2 separate regions of the Mus musculus genome follow, and region 2 is linked to region 1. Evidence: chromatin contacts called from public Hi-C data. All regions are on one chromosome and are shown on one strand. The core of a region is the stretch at or near the end of the contact, and the rest is flanking DNA. Distances in the headings are between cores, read along the strand shown.

What was found. A called contact is a pair of places that touch in the nucleus more often than the background predicts.
Region 2: a contact with region 1 is called in a Hi-C map of myocytes, with 3 times the contacts expected there. The contact joins the enhancer-like site here to the promoter of Zim1 in region 1. A contact is called at or near these places in 6 of 484 Hi-C or Micro-C datasets (the Patski cell line, muscle stem cells, myocytes and 1 more), 1 of 115 datasets of contacts at active chromatin or transcription factors (embryonic stem cells) and 2 of 9 other capture datasets (adipose tissue and pancreatic islet).

Annotation. Positions count from the first base shown.
Region 1 is chr7:6,694,323-6,698,743 of GRCm38.p6, forward strand. It overlaps Zim1 (zinc finger, imprinted 1), which reads right to left and starts at 2,110. Exons shown (of 8, transcript NM_011769.4): 1 at 2,047-2,110; 2 at 1,328-1,450.
Region 2 is chr7:6,775,665-6,780,333 of GRCm38.p6, forward strand. The region is part of intron 2 of Usp29 (ubiquitin specific peptidase 29); the gene reads left to right. Among named protein-coding and RNA genes, the nearest start is that of Mir3099, 26 kb to the right of the region's middle. Within about 2 kb of position 1,772, at least 67 of the 459 cell types and tissues checked have an H3K27ac peak or open chromatin away from gene starts, as enhancers often do. A contact at or near this core is called in muscle stem cells and myocytes, where this site is marked.

The sequences.
Region 1 (4,421 bases), core at 860-3,359:
TGAGAAAACTGCCCAGTCAGGCTGGCACCCATCTGTAAGTGTCACAGGCCTTACGAAGCGTACGTGGGTGTGGACAGGGACACATCTACATCTACAGAAGAACATTTTAGAGCTCCCAGTCACCTCTGTCACCTCTCGACAGAAGACCTCTTTCTGCTTGATTCTAAGGCTGACCTCAGGCTCACTTGGGGTCCAGCAGTACTCACCTCCATGAAAGTGATGCTTCCTGCCCTCACTCACGACTGGGCCACTAATGCATACTTCCTTGCTACAGATGTTCAAAGCCTTTTCAAAGCACCCTTCTCATCCAGAAACCTTCATACATGCCCTGTGTGGAGCCCCAGAGACCTTCTGAACCCCCCCCCATTGTTCCCTATATAGCCTAACCCCCTTGGAGTCTCTCTAAAATCATCCCTTTAAGGTCCATCAAATCAAGTGACTAACTGGTTCCTCTGACTCCCAGCTTATATGTCTAAAGTCTGGGATCATTTCCTCCTGGTCCATTAGACTAATATGTCACCAGGGCTTCTAGATCCTACTTTGTAATGCCTGGCTCTGTGTCCTGAAGAATACACCACAACGCCCTCCTCTGAGCCAACTCTAGTTTCCCCCATTTCTTATCTTCTCTCCTCTCCTACTGCTGTCTAAAGACGTCCAGAGACTCGGTTGCTCTGTGGCTCAGAAACTCAATTCCCAGTCTGGATCCCTGCTTACCCTTCACCAGGCTCTATAGTCTGCCCTGTTCCCCAAAGCCAGCAGGTACATTCTAGAAAAAAAGCAAAGACACCTCTATTTGGTCCCTTCCACAGCACAGTAGCCACCCCGACACCTCAGTCCTAGAACAGGACATTTGCCTGAATGGGACTTCGGGGCTGTCTTCTGGGCTTGGGTCGAAATTATCCAGGGTTTCATACTGCTCACCGGCCACTAGGTAGGGGAGAAATGCCTGGCCTGGCTGCAACCTTGCCTTGGATATCCACAAGTTTAGCTAATAGCTATCCAGAGAGCATACCAATGTGTTAGTGACCAAACTCATTGATCACCTAGACGAGATGCTATATGCACAAACTATCACCCTTACTTACATATAAGCAAACACATATGAATACTCAAATACACATAAACAACCCAATGGAATAGAATCAATTGCATACAAATCAGTAAGATGCAATTCACGAACTATATACAAACCCAGGCCATGTAAATCCACAGTTGAATTGAGCCCCAACTCCTTCAACCATCCCAACACATTCCCCGCCATACCACAGATACAAATACAACCTAAAATCTGCACAACCTCCCTCTGCCAGGCATACTATGAACTCACAATCTGGGACCAGCTAGCTGGTTCAGCTGGTAAAGGCGATTGCTGCCAAGCCTTATAACTCGAGTTCCATCGCTGGGACCCACATAGTAGGAAAAAACAGGCTGTTGTGAGTTGTCCAAAGACCTACACACACATACAAACACACAAAATTAATTAATTAATTAAATTTAAAAATTCACACTCACAGTGTTATTACATAAAATCTATATTAGTAGATCCACAGAATGAGACACATAGTCGGGCTCAAATACAGACACATTTCCCAACACACAAATACAAGATCATATAATCACACTTGACCACATCAGCACAGTCAGGCAGTTGGGCAAAACTCACAACTACAGCTCATCCGTATACAAAAACAGATACAGTTACAAAGTAGAACACAAGCTCACGCACACCCACATAAGAAGAGAATTCGAGTCTACAGTGTTCAAACAACCCAGCTAGGACCAACTACAACCACACAGGCGAGACAAACTAAGCCACCCATAAACGTAAAGTTGTGGAAGAAAGCTGACACATTGCAGGGACCAAACCCTCCAAATAGGAGTTACACAAATCTCCATAACGTAGCAGAAGTATGTCTAAGAGCTGTGCCACACTATTCCCTCGCACACCCCCTACCCAGACCACTGTCCTCTACAGAGCTGTGATAGGGTGGGGACCCACCCAGCATGCAGACACCCTGCCCTCTCAGTCCTCTCCCGTGTTCTTGCCTCTCGTCCTCGCGCTTGGTTATCCGTCCGTCCGCACTCGCCTCCAGGCACCGCAGCCTGCGGCCACCCGGAGTGGAATGCCGCGGGATGACTTTCAAAACCCAAGTCCCCAGCTCTAGGGCACCGCCCACAGGACTACATGTCCCAGAAGGTCTCACGCCGTCCAGCCTGAGGCTCCAGGCTATGGAGCGCCCAGCACCCGGCACAGCGCGCTGGGACCTGTGGGAAATGTAGTCCCCAGCAAGATGCGCTCGCTATAAGCGTTCCTCAGACGCTCTGCCCTTCTGTGGCTCCACTTCTAGTACTATAGAGAAATTGCGTCTCCTGGTGGAAAAATTTCCTTCGGTAGTAAAATTTCTAAATTGATAGAGGCCGATGGTAGAAAAGGGAAAGATTTTTAAGATTATGTGATGACACGCTGAGGTAGAGTGGTTTGGTTTGGTTTGGGACAGGGTTTCACTATGTAGACCTCAACCTCAGGATCCCCTTGCCCTGAGCTGGGATTACTGGACGGAGTCACCAGCACTCTTCTGTTTTCACTTCTTTGCTTCTAGACCTACTTTACCATTAAAGTCACAGCGTAGACTTGGGGAGCGTCTTAGTCAGGGTTTCTATTCCTGCACAAACATCATGACCAAGAAGCAGTTGAGGAGGAAAGGGTTTATTCACCTTACATTTCCACATTGCTGTTCATCACTGAAGAAGTCAGGACTGGAACTCAAGCAGGTCAGGGAGCAGGAGCTGATGCAGAGGCCATGGAGGGATGTTCTTAACTGGCTTGCTTCCCCTGGCTTGCTCAGCTGCTCTCTTATAGAACCAAGACTACCAGCCCAGAGATGGTCCCACCCACAAGGGGCCTTTCTCCCTTGATCACTAATTCAGAAAAAGCCTTACAGTTGGATCTCATGGAGGCATTTCCTCAACTAAAGCTCCTTTCTCTGTGATAACTCCAGCTGTGTCAAGTTGACACAAAACTAGCCAGTACAGGGAGTATTTCTCAGCTAGTAGAAAGACTCCTCGGCTTCTACAAGTGGTATCCCCTTCACCGCTGATCTGGGCTAAGCTTCCCACTGTTGTACAGGGATTATAGGGTGTTGAGGATTATAGGTATGTCAGGGGGAGAAAAATGTGCCCACTATCCCTGCAGATACATCATTAATGCTTCGTAATATTCACACCCTCTGTTGTAGGGTATGCAATTTCTCTCCTGAAGGTGGAATACAAACTTCCTTATTCCAGGAAGTTTGCTTTAGCCAACAGAATGAAGTGGGTAGCACTGACTCCTAAGTGTCAACGGGTTGTTCACTGATTCTCTTGGTGTGGAGGTTTGAATGAAAATGGCCCCGATAGATTCACAGGAAGTGAATCTTAGAAGGTGTGGCATCACTGGAGCAGGTGTGACCTTGTTGGAGGAACAGCATCATTCCAGCCAGGCTTTGAGGTTTCAGAAACTCAAGCCAGGACTAGTGGCTCATAGTCTCTTCTTGCTGTCTGCAGATCCAGATGTAGAACTCTCAGGTACCTCTCAGCACTATGCCTTGGGTCCCACCGTAATGACAACAGACTAAACCTCTGAACTGTCAGCCAGCCCCAACTAAATGTTTTCCTTTATAAGACTTGCCATGGTCATGGTGTCTCTTCACAGAAACCCTACGGGGTCAATCTGAGGACCCACAGCTGTGGAAGGAGAGAAAAGAGTTCCACAAATTGTTCTCTGACCTCCACAAGGACACATATACACACACACACACTAAACAAACAAACAGAAAGTAATCTCTCACCCTCATTCAGATGGTTAGTGTTGTCAACTTGGCAATATCTAGAATCACTGGGAAGATGGGCAGCCTGTCTGGGTGGGGTGATTATCTTGATTATGTTATCGGAGGTAAGACCCATCATAACTGTGGGTGGAACCATTCTCAGGTCAGGGAGAGAGTGGACTGCATGCATTCAGCACTCTCTGTATCCTCATCGTCATGGCAGTGATATGGCCAGCTGCTTCAGGCTCCTGCTGCTTTGGATTCCCACCCCCATGCTCCTATGATGCTCCCACATACTTGAATTCTGAGATAAAATAAACTCTTTCTCCTTTAAGTTCCTTTGGTCAGAGTAACTGATCACATCAACAGAAAGGGGAACTAAGACTGAAATGCTGTACCCAGAACCTAGGTTAGGTCACCACCAGTTAGCACCAGACATAAGAGCAGGCTCGGTTCACCTGGCTGGTCAAATGTAAGTAGTGTCACCTAGCCAACCTTGAACATATCCCAGTGGTATGAACAAGAAGCACTTGTGTGCCGTTGAAAAGTTTTGTTGTTTGTTTTGAGACAGTTTCTCTATGTAGTCCAGGCTGGTCTCAAATCCAGAGATGCATC
Region 2 (4,669 bases), core at 522-3,021, 81 kb after region 1:
TCATTGGCTTCCTACTAGGATGGATTGTTGCCTGGAGTAGTGAGCTAAACTAAATGCTTTCTTTCCAAATTACTTTTGTCCGGGCATTTTATCATAGCAATAGAAACTAAAGTATAACATAACCTTTTTAGAATCCAGAGCAGACTGCTGCTCCCACCACAAACCCCAGAGAAGCCACACCCTTCTGGGAGATACTGACAGGTGTCTCTTGAGAGCATCCTCTGAGAAGCTAACAGATTTCCAGATGCCAGTGTCTCTAGCCACGGAAGTAAGTTTACATCAAAGAAGGTACAGGGTATTGACACATCCTGCTCCCCACTCTCTCTTTTAGCTCCTGATGGGGGAATCAGTGAGCATGGCTGTGAACCCCCAACCTGTTCTCAGGAAGGACCCTCAACTCCACCACAAGGGCCTGCTTTTCTCTTCAGAATTTCTACTATGTTGTGCCTTAATGGCACTAGGGACCAGAATCTCCTGTGTTCCCACCATACTGTTGTTTATCTGTCTGCCTGTGCCATTAATACCTCTCCCAACAAACTTCTTAGCCCATAACAATCATTGTCAGTGTCCCCTTGAGAACTTTCACGCCTCAGCAAGAAGCACAGGTCGGGCTCTGGTGACCTTGGCTGGATCATGTGTGTGAGCATCCCAATCCTAGATTCAGCTAAGGACTCAGCTCTGCTGAGCTTTAGGAAATGAGAGCCAGGGAAGAAACTACCTCAGAGGAAAGCCACTAAGCATTTGGCAGGAGAAGAGGACATATGGTGTGGGATCCATCGTAGCTATTCTAAGGAAGGCCTGCTGGGGTATTCAGATGGTGGGATCCTCCTATTCAGCCCCATCGCTGTGTTTTCCCTCTTCTCTCTGATATTTTTGGTGGCACGGCAAATATTTTCTGCCTGCCTCTTTCTATGAAACACTCAGCAAAAGTGGGAGGTGAGCCACAGCTTGTACTTATTTGGGCTTTCCAAACGCGTGGCACGGTTCTGTGTGCTTTGCATCAACTCTCCTACTTGGTCCTCGCCACCCATCCTGGAAGGCCTTTTACATATTTACTATCATGCTCATTTTTACCCAGGAAGACACTAAGGACCAGAAAGGGCTTATAACATGCCTTGGGCACACAGCTAGTTGCCTGTGGGGCTGGGATTGGGGGTGGGGGGAGGCGGGGTCACTGCATAGATTCCAACCTCAGCTAACACCTGCTGTATTGTGTCTCTGAAATTTGATTCATTTTGACAGCTTTCTCATGCAATCCATGATTACGAGGAGGGTAGTCATGTACCCTCCTCGTAAGTGGTGTCTCAAATGGCAGCCATTGTGCATTAAAATCATTTTTTTTCAGTACATGGACAATTTTTTCAGTACATGCTTCACAAAAATGTATGTCTTTCCCAATGTGTGATCATGTAGGACTCTACATGGTAAAATAAATGGCCCCAACAGATTTCACTGCAAGCCTCACCCTGCCGAGGAAGGTTTTTCAGTTAATACACATGGCCAATGCATGGAACAGCAGGGGCCCCTGCTTGGCTTGGAGGACTGAGGATGACAGAGTTCTCAAACCAGTTTCAGCAAGGGTGTGTGTTGGGGGGGAGAATTTCTTGGCTCCAGGAACTGGCTGTCAGGGAGGAGAGGGTGTAGCTGTCCTGGGGTGATGGAATGTAGCCAGCAGCTGTCTCTTCTCTATTTGAGCCTGTACACTGGCAGGGCACTGTCACGCAAAGCTTCCCCATAAGAGCATGGGGATAGATGATCACTCTCAGGTCATTTATCTGTGTGAGGAAGGCCAGCTTCCTTTGCACCTAGAAGAATAGCCTTAGCTGGCCTGCTGTGGGTCATGCACTCCCAAGCCATGGCTAGCCACACAGATTGTGTATTATACTAGGCCGATCTGTGGTGGGGATACAGGTAGAGAGATATGGTCCTGGCAAATCAGGAAGATGGCTAGTTTCTCTAAGGATTAGACAACATAAACGGAACACAAACATCAAGTGCCTTCTAAATGCTGATGCTTAGAGAGTCAAAAGCAGCCACAGAAGCGTCTCCTTCTATGAAGAGTAGTGAATGCAGACACTCACAACTGCCCAAGATGCAGAAAATAAGAGACCCGTCTCAGCCTTAGGTGGCTTCTACCCCCCTCTCTAAGGCTCAGTGAACAACTTCCAGGAGAGGGAGGAGGGGAGCACATCTGAACTGAGAGATAAGAATAAACTGTGAAATGCCATTCTCTGGATTCCACACAACCATTAACTCACAGCGACTGTGAATTCCTGCGCTCTACCCCCACAAGACCAGCTCTGTCAACCATCAGTCAGGGGAGGGGGAGGCCCTCCTTTTATGTCAAAACTACTGACTATTGATAGACTCTGGGATGGGAGTGGGGATCACCATCTTTGGTTGTGTCTCCTCTGCTGAACCTGCCAGACTCCCATAGCTTCAAACCTATAGTCTCACACGTGGCCCTGATTAATCTCAGTGGGTCACAAACAACATAAATAGATATGATGTGACAGATTTGTGGGGAGGGGACAGGGCAGATAGGTTTGATAGAAAGGTTGGGGTTACAAGTACTCAGCTTGCACTACATACATGTTCAAAAGTGCTTTATTTTCCTAACAGTAAACATCTACCTTCCGCATAAAGTCTTATTCTTGTGGGGTCTGGTAGGGGGAGGGGAGAGGGGATGAGGATCTCCTTCAAGGAACAGCTAAGGTTGTTGAGGCCCCAAGTGGAGCATAAGATTGCTAAAAAGGGTAATGGTGTGACTGAGTATTTTGTGAGGTTAGAAACGTACAGAAGTCTAAGGGTCAGAGACAGAGACATCAAACATGCATTCTACCTAGGGTATATAAGCTATAGTGATGGCTGTAAGACAGGGCTCCAGAGGAAGCCACAAAGAGCTATACATTTACCTTGAGCTTGACCCTGGGGGTCCTGGTACATTTTAGGTGGGTATACCAATATAAAGTGTTCACTTAAAAAAAACAATATCACATCTATTTTTTAATTTTGTGTATATTGTCTAGGTGCATGAGCATACAGGACACTAGTGAAAGTCAGAAGACAGCGCGTGGGAGTCAGTTCTCTCTTTCCACCAGGGCTTGAACTTTAGTCCTCAGGCTTGGCAGCAAGTGCCTTTACCTTCAGCCATCTCAATGGCTACCAGTATTTTAAAGACCCACAAAATTACCTTGTGCTTTGGAAGACAACCTCAACCTCTCCACCTTGGTGCTTTTCTTCCCAGCTCCTGTAACAGTCATTAGATCCTCAGAAGTCACTATAGGTGGTTTGGGGATGAGACATACACCCTAGTTTGGACCAAATAAAGAGTATTTCCTTGGATATGCTAGAGACAATTCCTGGAAGTGAATCAGAGCTAGAGATGGACAATGAGAGATTTCTGCTGAACTTTATGAGGAGTCCATATGCAGCTACATCTGTAGTAAACGGCCTCTGGGCTTATCAGTTGTATTTCAGTAATCTTGCTCTGTCTCTCTGTCTCTGTCTCTCTGTCTCTCTCTCTTAATCTCTGTGTCTTTGTGTCTCTGTGTTTGTCTCTCTTTGTTTTGGTGTGTTTTGTGTGTGTTTCTGCATATATGATTGTGTGTGTGTATGTGTGCATGTGTATGCGTATGTGTTTACTTTAGCAATTAAGAGTTTCCATGTCGTAGAGGAAATGGCTCCAGCGGATAGAAGTTAGGCTTGTGTTTTGGAAGTGCCTTTCCTGGGATTGAAGGAAGGGGGAGGGGAAGTTAAGAAAAGTAGCAGTGCGATGCAGAACTCGAGGTGGAGTGAACTACCCATGTAATGGGGGAGATGTGTCACTGTGAAAGGTTATAACATAGATGTGTTTAATTAGGAGACTCAGGGGATGGTGAGATGGCTCAGTGGGTAAAGATGCTTGCTGCCAAGACTGACAACTTGAATTCGGTCCCCAGGACCCACATGGCAGAAGAAGATAACTTGATTTCTGAGAGATGTCCTCTATCTACCACAATTTCACTGTGGTACACACTCTCACATACATACATACATACATACATACATACATACATACATACATACATGAAAGATTAGAAAACAGAAAAGAAGTTGGAGACACATATGAGTAGATATCTGTTTTCATAAAAGCATGGTCTCTGGATATGGAGAATGAAGAAGAGGGAGGGCCAGGGATGGCTTGAATGTTTCCTGTCTGAGAGGCTCAAGGGTCCAAGGCAAGGATTTTATTTGTAATGTCTATTTCATGTATCACTGAAAGAAAAATAAACTCTAATTGGATTAAACAAAACAAGAAGAATTATATCTGTTCAGTACAAGAGCTGCAAAAGATAATGTCAAGATGTGGTCTTTATGTTTCTATCTCTGGGAACTGTTAGCTTCTAATCTGGCCTAACTCTGTCCAAGAAGCAAAGATGGCTACTAGTGTCATTGAGAATGGGTGCTGCCAGCTAAATCATCCCTGAAAACAGTGACTCTATTACAATGTAATCCCACAAACGTTCCAGATCTTTTGATGAGTCAATTCTTGAGATGGTGACTGGCCAGGCCTGGAACAGACTACTTTCCTAGATTGGAAAATGACGTCATTTCCACCTAAACCGTAGGGCTTGAGAGTAGAGGTGATCTGACTCCCCAAGTAAAATATAAAATATTAGGATAGGGG